Regions from separate parts of the Pan troglodytes genome. Here region 2 is linked to region 1. Evidence: chromatin contacts called from public Hi-C data. All regions are on one chromosome and are shown on one strand. Each heading gives the region's core, a stretch centred on a gene start, on an enhancer-like site or on the middle of the called end of the contact. The rest is flanking DNA. Distances are from core to core; before and after follow the strand shown. Region 1 overlaps AIM2 (absent in melanoma 2). Region 2 overlaps IFI16 (interferon gamma inducible protein 16).

The links. A called contact is a pair of places that touch in the nucleus more often than the background predicts.
Region 2: a Hi-C map of a lymphoblastoid cell line shows a contact between it and region 1, with 4 times the contacts expected there. The contact joins two enhancer-like sites. A contact is called at or near these places in 2 of 7 Hi-C or Micro-C datasets (induced pluripotent stem cells and a lymphoblastoid cell line).

Annotation. Positions count from the first base shown.
Region 1 is chr1:90,134,199-90,138,294 of NHGRI_mPanTro3-v2.0_pri, reverse strand. It overlaps AIM2 (absent in melanoma 2), which reads right to left. Exons shown (of 8, transcript XM_063796329.1): 5 at 2,487-2,620; 6 at 1-247. Among named protein-coding and RNA genes, the nearest start is that of PYDC5, 64 kb to the left of the region's middle. Within about 2 kb of position 2,339, at least 1 of the 24 cell types and tissues checked has an H3K27ac peak or open chromatin away from gene starts, as enhancers often do. A contact at or near this core is called in a lymphoblastoid cell line, where this site is marked.
Region 2 is chr1:90,182,103-90,186,198 of NHGRI_mPanTro3-v2.0_pri, reverse strand. It overlaps IFI16 (interferon gamma inducible protein 16), which reads left to right. Exons shown (of 11, transcript XM_054687371.1): 3 at 498-782; 4 at 1,853-1,968; 5 at 2,511-2,678. The coding sequence starts at 506. Among named protein-coding and RNA genes, the nearest start is that of PYDC5, 16 kb to the left of the region's middle. Within about 2 kb of position 1,683, at least 5 of the 24 cell types and tissues checked have an H3K27ac peak or open chromatin away from gene starts, as enhancers often do. A contact at or near this core is called in a lymphoblastoid cell line, where this site is marked.

The sequences.
Region 1 (4,096 bases), core at 1,090-3,589:
GCTGATAATATCTTGATATTATAATTATTCTCTTTGGAATGAATTTATCTTTCAGCAGTGTATTAAAAACTTTTACAAAGAAGAATTCCTTTTCTGTAGCCACTGTAGCATGAAACATCTCCTGCTTGCCTTCTTGGGTCTCAAACGTGAAGGGCTTCTTTGCTTTCAGTACCATAACTGGCAAACAGCCTTTCTGAAACCCTTCTCTGATAGATTCCTGCTGGGCCACCATCTGTTTCTGTTCAGGCTGAAGACAAGAGAAGAAAGATATCAGCTGTGAGTCAAAAAGGTACTATTGAAAGGACCTTACTTCACCCACAGTGCTAAACCTCAGAAAGCCAGCAGAAGATAGGTGGAATCAAGGGAAGAGATACAGAGGGGATACGAAGAGAGTTGAGGCCTAGAATGATCCAGATAGAACAGAGAGTGCAGAAGGAAGATTTCAACTCCTGTATTCAGGTAAGACGGTGTAACACGTTTTGGAGGTAGGATCCCTGAAACCAAATCCTTGCTTTGCCATGTGCTATATATAAAGACTTCATCAGATTTCTGAAATACTGCTAAGCCTTGGGGTAAATCTGATAAATCTGATTCCATCTTCTATCGATTCCATTTGGGCATGTGTCCTTGTTTCTCTATCCAATACTGTCCTAAACGTTCATTTTACTCTGGTATAAAAGTGAGGGAGCTCAGTGACCAGCACAGGGCTCCCCAAATTCCTAGGGAGCATTGTACATAACAAAATGCAGATTACATTTAATGTGAGTTAAGAGGGAGACCTAGTTCAGAGATCTTATGAGTGAGTTAAAGGAGAAATTTAAAAGGAGAATTAATACTACATTTATGGATTTACCCTTAAATAATGAATTATGCACTAAGGTTTATATTTAAAAAGTACATCTTATTATTTGAAATTATAAAAAAAGAAATAATTTAAATATCTAAAAAATAGATTTGGTTAAATAAAATATGGTATAGTCACAAAAAGATTACTATGCAAATATTAAAAATGCTTTAGAGAAATATGGTAAACTGTTATAACTGATTCAATAAAGGGAAAGGTCCTAAACAGATAAACAATCTGTTTCTTATTGGATAAATAAGCAGTTAAAGCACACACACAAACACACTAGAGAGATTTTTACCAAAATCAATATATTTTTTTCCTAGAAGATACAATTATAGATAATTTTATTCTCTTCTCTGTGCTTTTTATTTTTCTGAATTAACAGAGATAAGATACCTCTTTTTGGTTTGTTTTGGGAGAAAATACTACTTTTTAAAAGCCACTTGCCATTTAGAACCAAAGGGAAATACAGGGCAAAACAAACAGAGGCATAAAAAGCCAAGTGTAGGAGTCTCCGAAGGGTGTCTCTGATGTGACCTGGAGCTTGGGCCAGTGGAGCTTGGGCCAGTAAGGGGCCCTGATGGGCAGCATAACTGACTGCATTTGGATCAATGCAGGGAAAGGTCAGCTCCACTGAGGTCCACTACAAAAGTCCTTCTCTTTGGTTCATGTATCTTTATTTGGGTCTTCCAGACTGAATAATGCATATTTTCATTACTGATGAGGGAATCACACCATTTATACTTGAACCTTGTTTTCCTGAAAAATCCAGAAGTTTCTGGGCCAAACCCAGAGGAAATGGTTCCTCTAGACAAAGAGAATGAAGTATATATCATCAGTTTCTAGAGCTCACACAGGTATAAAATAATGTAATACCTGCTTCATAGGAAATGAAACTGCATGTGTGGTAGATTCTGTGCTGGGCCTTTCTAACATTGTCTGCCGCTCCCTCAGGACTAAACTAATCATTCTCACCAATGACACTCTCCAGCCACTACTCTCTCAGCTAAATGGGGCCACCTCACCTTGCCCATGCAGGTGTATAAAGGGCTTTTTTACATTACTTTTAAAAAAGCAATTTGCTGTCAAGAACCAAGCAGAAAACAAACAGAGGCATGCCAGGCCGAGTGTCAGAGTCTGTGAATTGGATCTCTGATGTGACCCAGAGCCTGGGCCTGTACAAACCACAGACTCCCTCACAAATCTTGGGAGCCCTGAAAGACATTCTCAGCTCCCGAGCTCCCTGTAGGGTAGGCCAAGGCCTCTATTGCAACTACATTGGACTTGACATTCTTCCTCTTCTTCTCCTTTCACTTCCTCACAGATATTAATTCTGAAAGTGCTCTAAAATAGACTTCCTGTAAACAACGGTCTATCTCAGAGTTTTCTTCTTATAGAATCCAAAACATAACGAAGTGTTAATGTGTCCAGAACCTGGCAGAGATTAGAAACTCAACAGGTGTTTAATCTGATGAATCAAAGGTAGTTCCTGTTTTTGTGACTCAGAATGCTTTTCATGCTGTGGCCTTGCTTCCCTTATTTGCATGCTATGAGATAAAGAACAGAGAACAATATGGGAAATGACAGTGGCAGTGATGCTCTTACAAGGACAAAGACCACTCCACTCTCCTCATCCTACCTTAGCATGAGGAGAGACTTTTGGTGCAGCACGTTGCTTTGCGACATCATTTCTGATGGCTGCAGATGCAGCAGGACTCATTTCAGCTTGACTTAGTGGCTTTGGTTTTGTTACCGATTTGTATTGCTTATCAACTGATTAAAAAATGAAAGACATGGCCAATAAGCATATAAACATATGAGCAGTGCACATTTTCAAATGTCACCAGGAATAAATACTAAAACCATATTAAGATATCTTCAAGAACAGCTAATTTTTCTTAAAAAAAAAAAAAAATCTTATTTTAAAATGAAAGAAACCGGACCTGGCACAGACACCAGTAATCCCAGCACTTTGGGAGGCCAAGGCTGGAGGATCGCTTGAGGCCAGGGGTTTGAGACCAGCTTAGTCAACATAGGGAGATCCTATCTTTACAAAAAATATTTTCAAAATTAGCCAGGTGTAATGGCACATGTTTTTAGTCCCAGCCTTGGGAGGCTGAGGCAGGAGGATAACTTAAGCCCAGGAGTTCAAAGCTGCAGAGAGTCATGATTGCACCACTGCACTCCAGCTTGGATGACACAGTGAGACCCTGTCTGTCTCAAAAAAAAAGACAAGAAACAATAACTATGAAGTAGTAGTCGTCTTAAATTGGTATAACACTTTGGAAAATGGTTTGGGACGCTATTTATTAAAATTCAATATCTACTTATCTTAACATCCAGTAATACCATTCACAGGTGTACAGTCAAGAGAAACACACATACAAATACAAACATACAAAGATAAGTATATAAGGCTTATAATGTACATAAATATTCATAGCAGCATTATTCCTAATGGCCTCCAATGACTAAAATAACAATAAAAAATATACCAATTCTCTCTCTCTATATATATATGTATATCAGTTTATGTGTACATGTAATTATCAATTAAATGGAATCTTATGTAGTAGTGAAAATGAATAAACTGCTGCTATGAAACAAGGGCTGATTTCTTTTTTTTTTTTGAGACGGAGTCTCACTCCGTCACCCAAACTGGAGTGCAGTGGCACAATCTTGGCTCACTGCAACCTCCGCCTCCTGGGTTCAAGTGATTCTCCTGCCTCAGCCTCTTGAGTAGCTGGGATTACAGGCTCATGCCACCACGCCTGACTAATTTTTGTATTTTTTTAGTAAAGACGGGGTTTCACCATGTTGGTAAGGCTGGTCTTGAACTCCTCACCTCGTGATGCGCCCACCTCAGCCTCCCAAAGTGTTGGGATTACAGGCGTGAGCCATCGCGCCTGGCCACAGATTTCTAATTATGTTCTACAAGGCCTTGCATTTTCCTTCTATCGAGGGGACCCCATCCTGCCCTCTGAAGATTCTCTGTACTCCAGCCATACTGGCCTTCTTTCAGTCCTCAAGCAAGTCAACACCTGCTGTCATAGGGATTTTCACACAGTGTTCCCTCTGACTGAAGGTACCTTTAACTCCTATGCATTTTTCACAGCTTAGTGCAAGTCACTTCCCCATGGAACCCGCTTTGACCAACACCAACTCTAACTCCTGGCTTATGTTAACGCTCCTTTGACACATGCTGCTGAAGAACCATCTTCCTTTCCATCAGAACATTTGTCTCAGTTA
Region 2 (4,096 bases), core at 434-2,933, 49 kb before region 1:
GTCAAGGAGAATAGGGTCGGTGCCACAGCATGAAACTGTAGCGCTGTAGCAGAAAGTTATTCATATAAGGTGGGAGGCTGCAGCCCATTTACACCTAGGCCGCTCCAGTCATACTGGGTGTGGGAAGATTTAAGAAACAACAAGCAGGATTTGGGGAATAGGCTTCAGCCCCAGTAAAGGATAAGAAGAGGAACCAAGGGCTTTGACACTGCAGAGCTCATACTCTTAACACTGAGGCAATTGCTTGTTCTCAGACCTCCCTCTAACAACTGGACCCAACTCAACTATTCTCATGCAATGGGAATAATTTCTTAGACATTCCTAACCCAGCAGTTCTTCACTCAATTTCTACAGTAACACATTTGGTCGTTGAGTCCTTCTTTATCACACATATTCATGAACAACTCTTTCATATGGGCCACTCACTCACATAGGCATACATCTTTTAAATTGTCTGTATACATGTGTAACACTGTATATACCATTTTCTCTTGTAGGCTCACTTATGTCTGTAAAGATGGAAAAAAAATACAAGAACATTGTTCTACTGAAAGGATTAGAGGTCATCAATGATTATCATTTTAGAATGGTTAAGTCCTTACTGAGCAACGATTTAAAACTTAATTTAAAAATGAGAGAAGAGTATGACAAAATTCAGATTGCTGACTTGATGGAAGAAAAGTTCCGAGGTGATGCTGGTTTGGGCAAACTAATACAAATTTTCAAAGATATACCAACGCTTGAAGACCTGGCTGAAACTCTTAAAAAAGAAAAGTTAAAAGGTAATTGGGAAGAGGGAACACCCACTCCCTGCAACCATCCCCAAACCCTCCCCAACATTGATTAGAGCCCCACCTCAGACATACTTGAGATGTGTTTTCCCCAGTTTGTGACTCAACAGCTGAGACAATGTTGGTACTTCAGAGGCCAACAAGTTGACAACTTAGTGCATTCCATTACTGGTGTAGATTGAAGTATTTCAGAATGTATATTTGGGATCAGTGAAAGAACAAAAGTGAGAGGGAGTTGAAGGGGGACTGAGACTTCCAGTACATTAGAAAGATTATATAATAATAAAATCATAAAAACTGTTTAAATTCAAGATATGTACATTTAGCCAATGAATGTATCTGTTCTATTGAGACCATTTAACCCATCACTACCCTTTATAATTTAAAAAAATGCAATACTTACATGTGAGCCTGCCTCTCAGAAGTGTGATCTCCCCTCTTGTTATATCAAGTTAAAAAAAAGGATTTGAAAAAGTCTAAGTCCAAAATCAGTATATCCTTCCTCATGGAAACCTTTGGCTGGTTTCTATAATTTGAATATCTTTACCTGGGGAATGTGACCTAGCAGTCTGCATCATGAAAACATTAGTTTTTAAAACAAAATGATCGGAGAACCGCATTGGGAAAGGGTTAACTGAAGCACATGGAGTTCAGAGAACAGGAAGCATGTGCTCAGTGCACAGGGGAGGAGTGGGGAAAGGGTTAACTGAAGCACATGGAGTTCAGAGAACAGGAAGCATGTGCTCAGTGCACAGGGGAGGAGTGGGGAAAGGGTTAACTGAAGCACATGGAGTTCAGAGAACAGGAAGCATGTGCTCAGTGCACAGGGGAGGAGTGAGGAAAGTGCTGAGGAGCATGAGTCAGTGCTTGTTCCTGTCTTGTGACTGCTGGTCTCCTTAAGGCCAGGCTGGGCTAATGCAGTAGAGCTAGACTAAAGCACAGCTGAACCCTCAAGCAGGAACTGAGAGCAAATTGTATTGAAACTGCTTCAGCTGTCGGAGATCGTTTATATGTCTTCCTTTTTTCTGCATTGGTTGGGAATAAAATTGAATCTATTCCAGTAAAAGGACCAGCCCTATCAAGAAAGAGGAAGAAGGAAGTGGATGCTACTTCACCTGCACCCTCCACAAGCAGCACTGTCAAAACTGAAGGAGCAGAGGCAACTCCTGGAGCTCAGGTAAGCTTCAGGAAGAGGAGCAGGCTTCAAGTCCCACAGAGGAAGCTCTGCTACGGCTCTTCCACTCAATCTCTCCAGCAGGCAGTTATTTCTTCATGTTTCCCATCAAGTTTCAGATTTACCAAATTGTATGATAATTGATCATCTTATTGATGCTCAAAGCAATGCACCAAACACATGAGTAAACATAATGTAAATATATATAACATAAATGTGATACCTTCATTCTAGTAGAGTGGAGTGTCAACGTGAGAATCAGGTAAGTACTTTGTCCATGTGTATAAAAACCTAGTTTCTCTAATCCCAAGTCAGCACATCCCATAACAGAAATAATTAGAGAAATAATGTGTATAACATTCTCCTCTTTCTTCGTTTAATGAAACCATCTATGCCCATCTCTTAAACTGGCGAGAGATGGGCAGCAACCTCTCAAGTTTCCAAGAAACATCTTAGGAATAATAAAACTGCTATCCAATAATGAAAATGTGCTCTACTTCATTTGGCACTGAAAACGAATAACAGGAAAATCAAACCACTTTCAGAAAAGAAAAAAATCAACCAAAGAAAAGGCTGGACCCAAAGGGAGTAAGGTGTCCGAGAAACAGACTCAGCCTCCCTCTCCTGCAGGAGCCGGCATGTCCACAGCCATGGGCCGTTCCCCATCTCCCAAGACCTCATTATCAGCTCCACCCAACACTTCTTCAACTGAGGTACACTCTTCCTGGTCCCATTTTGCTTTGTTTTTTTCAACCCAAAGTAAAGGACTGATTTCACCGGTTACTTAAAAATTGCATCGATAATTTGCTAGTTAATCCAATGTACATATTGAGAAACCACTACATTTTGATCTTTTGCTTTCACAGGGATACTTGATGAACTTGACATTATCTCTGACTGCAGGAAGTTTTCTGTTCTGTGTTGTTTGGGGAAGGGAGAGAGAGCTATGCAGTACAGAACTGTCAGCTGTGGGCTCACTGTCTACTGCTCCCATGTCCTTCATACCTCTTCCCTTGGTTCACTATAGTATTCCATGTCAGACCTCTCCAGCACCTGCTAGTTTGTGAATGAGGTTATCCACACCCTCAGCTCTTTTTCTTATAGATTAAACAACCTCCCCTGCATTAAAACTGTTCTATTGCAGTTCAAGGAGACTGGGATGTTAAAGAGTAAAGATGTTAAAGAAAACCCACTCTGAGCCCCAGGTTTCTGTTAGCATGCTACCTGCTAGAGCCCTGACACTGAGAAAGGCTATGGTGGTGGGAATGACACTCTGTAGAGTTTCTCCAGCCTGAACCTACTGAGATGATGGCATTCTGAGGGGTTTATCCTACTTGTGTTCTCACCTGCTGTAAGCAAACTGAATCTTGGGTAGGAACACTATGAAATGTGCTCTTTAAATTGCCCTGTCTACACTGGTGATAACTGAACACTCTTTGTGTCTATAGTTTGTGGTGGGCACCATTTTTCATTTTTTATTTTATTTTTATTTTTTTTTAGTATTGATCATTTTAAATGTCATTTAACTTTGTCTATTTTTAGGCTCTGGCACTTTAAGCTGGTAAGAGAAATAGTATAAGAAATTATTTCATTCTAAAATTTATTTATTTATTTATTGTTGTTGTTGTTGTTGAGACAGAGTCTCGCTGTGTCACCCAGGCTGAAGTGCCGTGGCATAATCTCGGCTCACTGCAGCCTCCACCTCCCAGGTTCAAGTGATTCTCCTGCCTCAGCCTCCCAGGTAGCTGGGATTACAAGCGCCTGCCACTACACTCAGCTAATTTTTGTACTTTTAGTAGTGCCAGGGTTTCACCATGTTGGCCAGGCTGGTCTCAAACTCCTGATCTCAGGTGATCCACCCGCCTCAGCGTTTCAAAGTGCTGAGATTACAGGTGTGAGCCACCGCGCCTGGCCCTAAAATTTATTAAGTTACTTCATGACACTGGCTTTCAGTATCCACTGGTCTTATGTTGCTCTTATGCTTTATTTCTTAAGGATGATTCTGTTTACAGAAAGGTCATCTTTTCACTATATGGTCTCCTCTGTTACTTCATCTTGCTATCGTACCAGTTTAAGATATCTTCTGCCCTGGCTCGCAATCCCTCTCTAACCTGACTCCAGCTCTAAACAT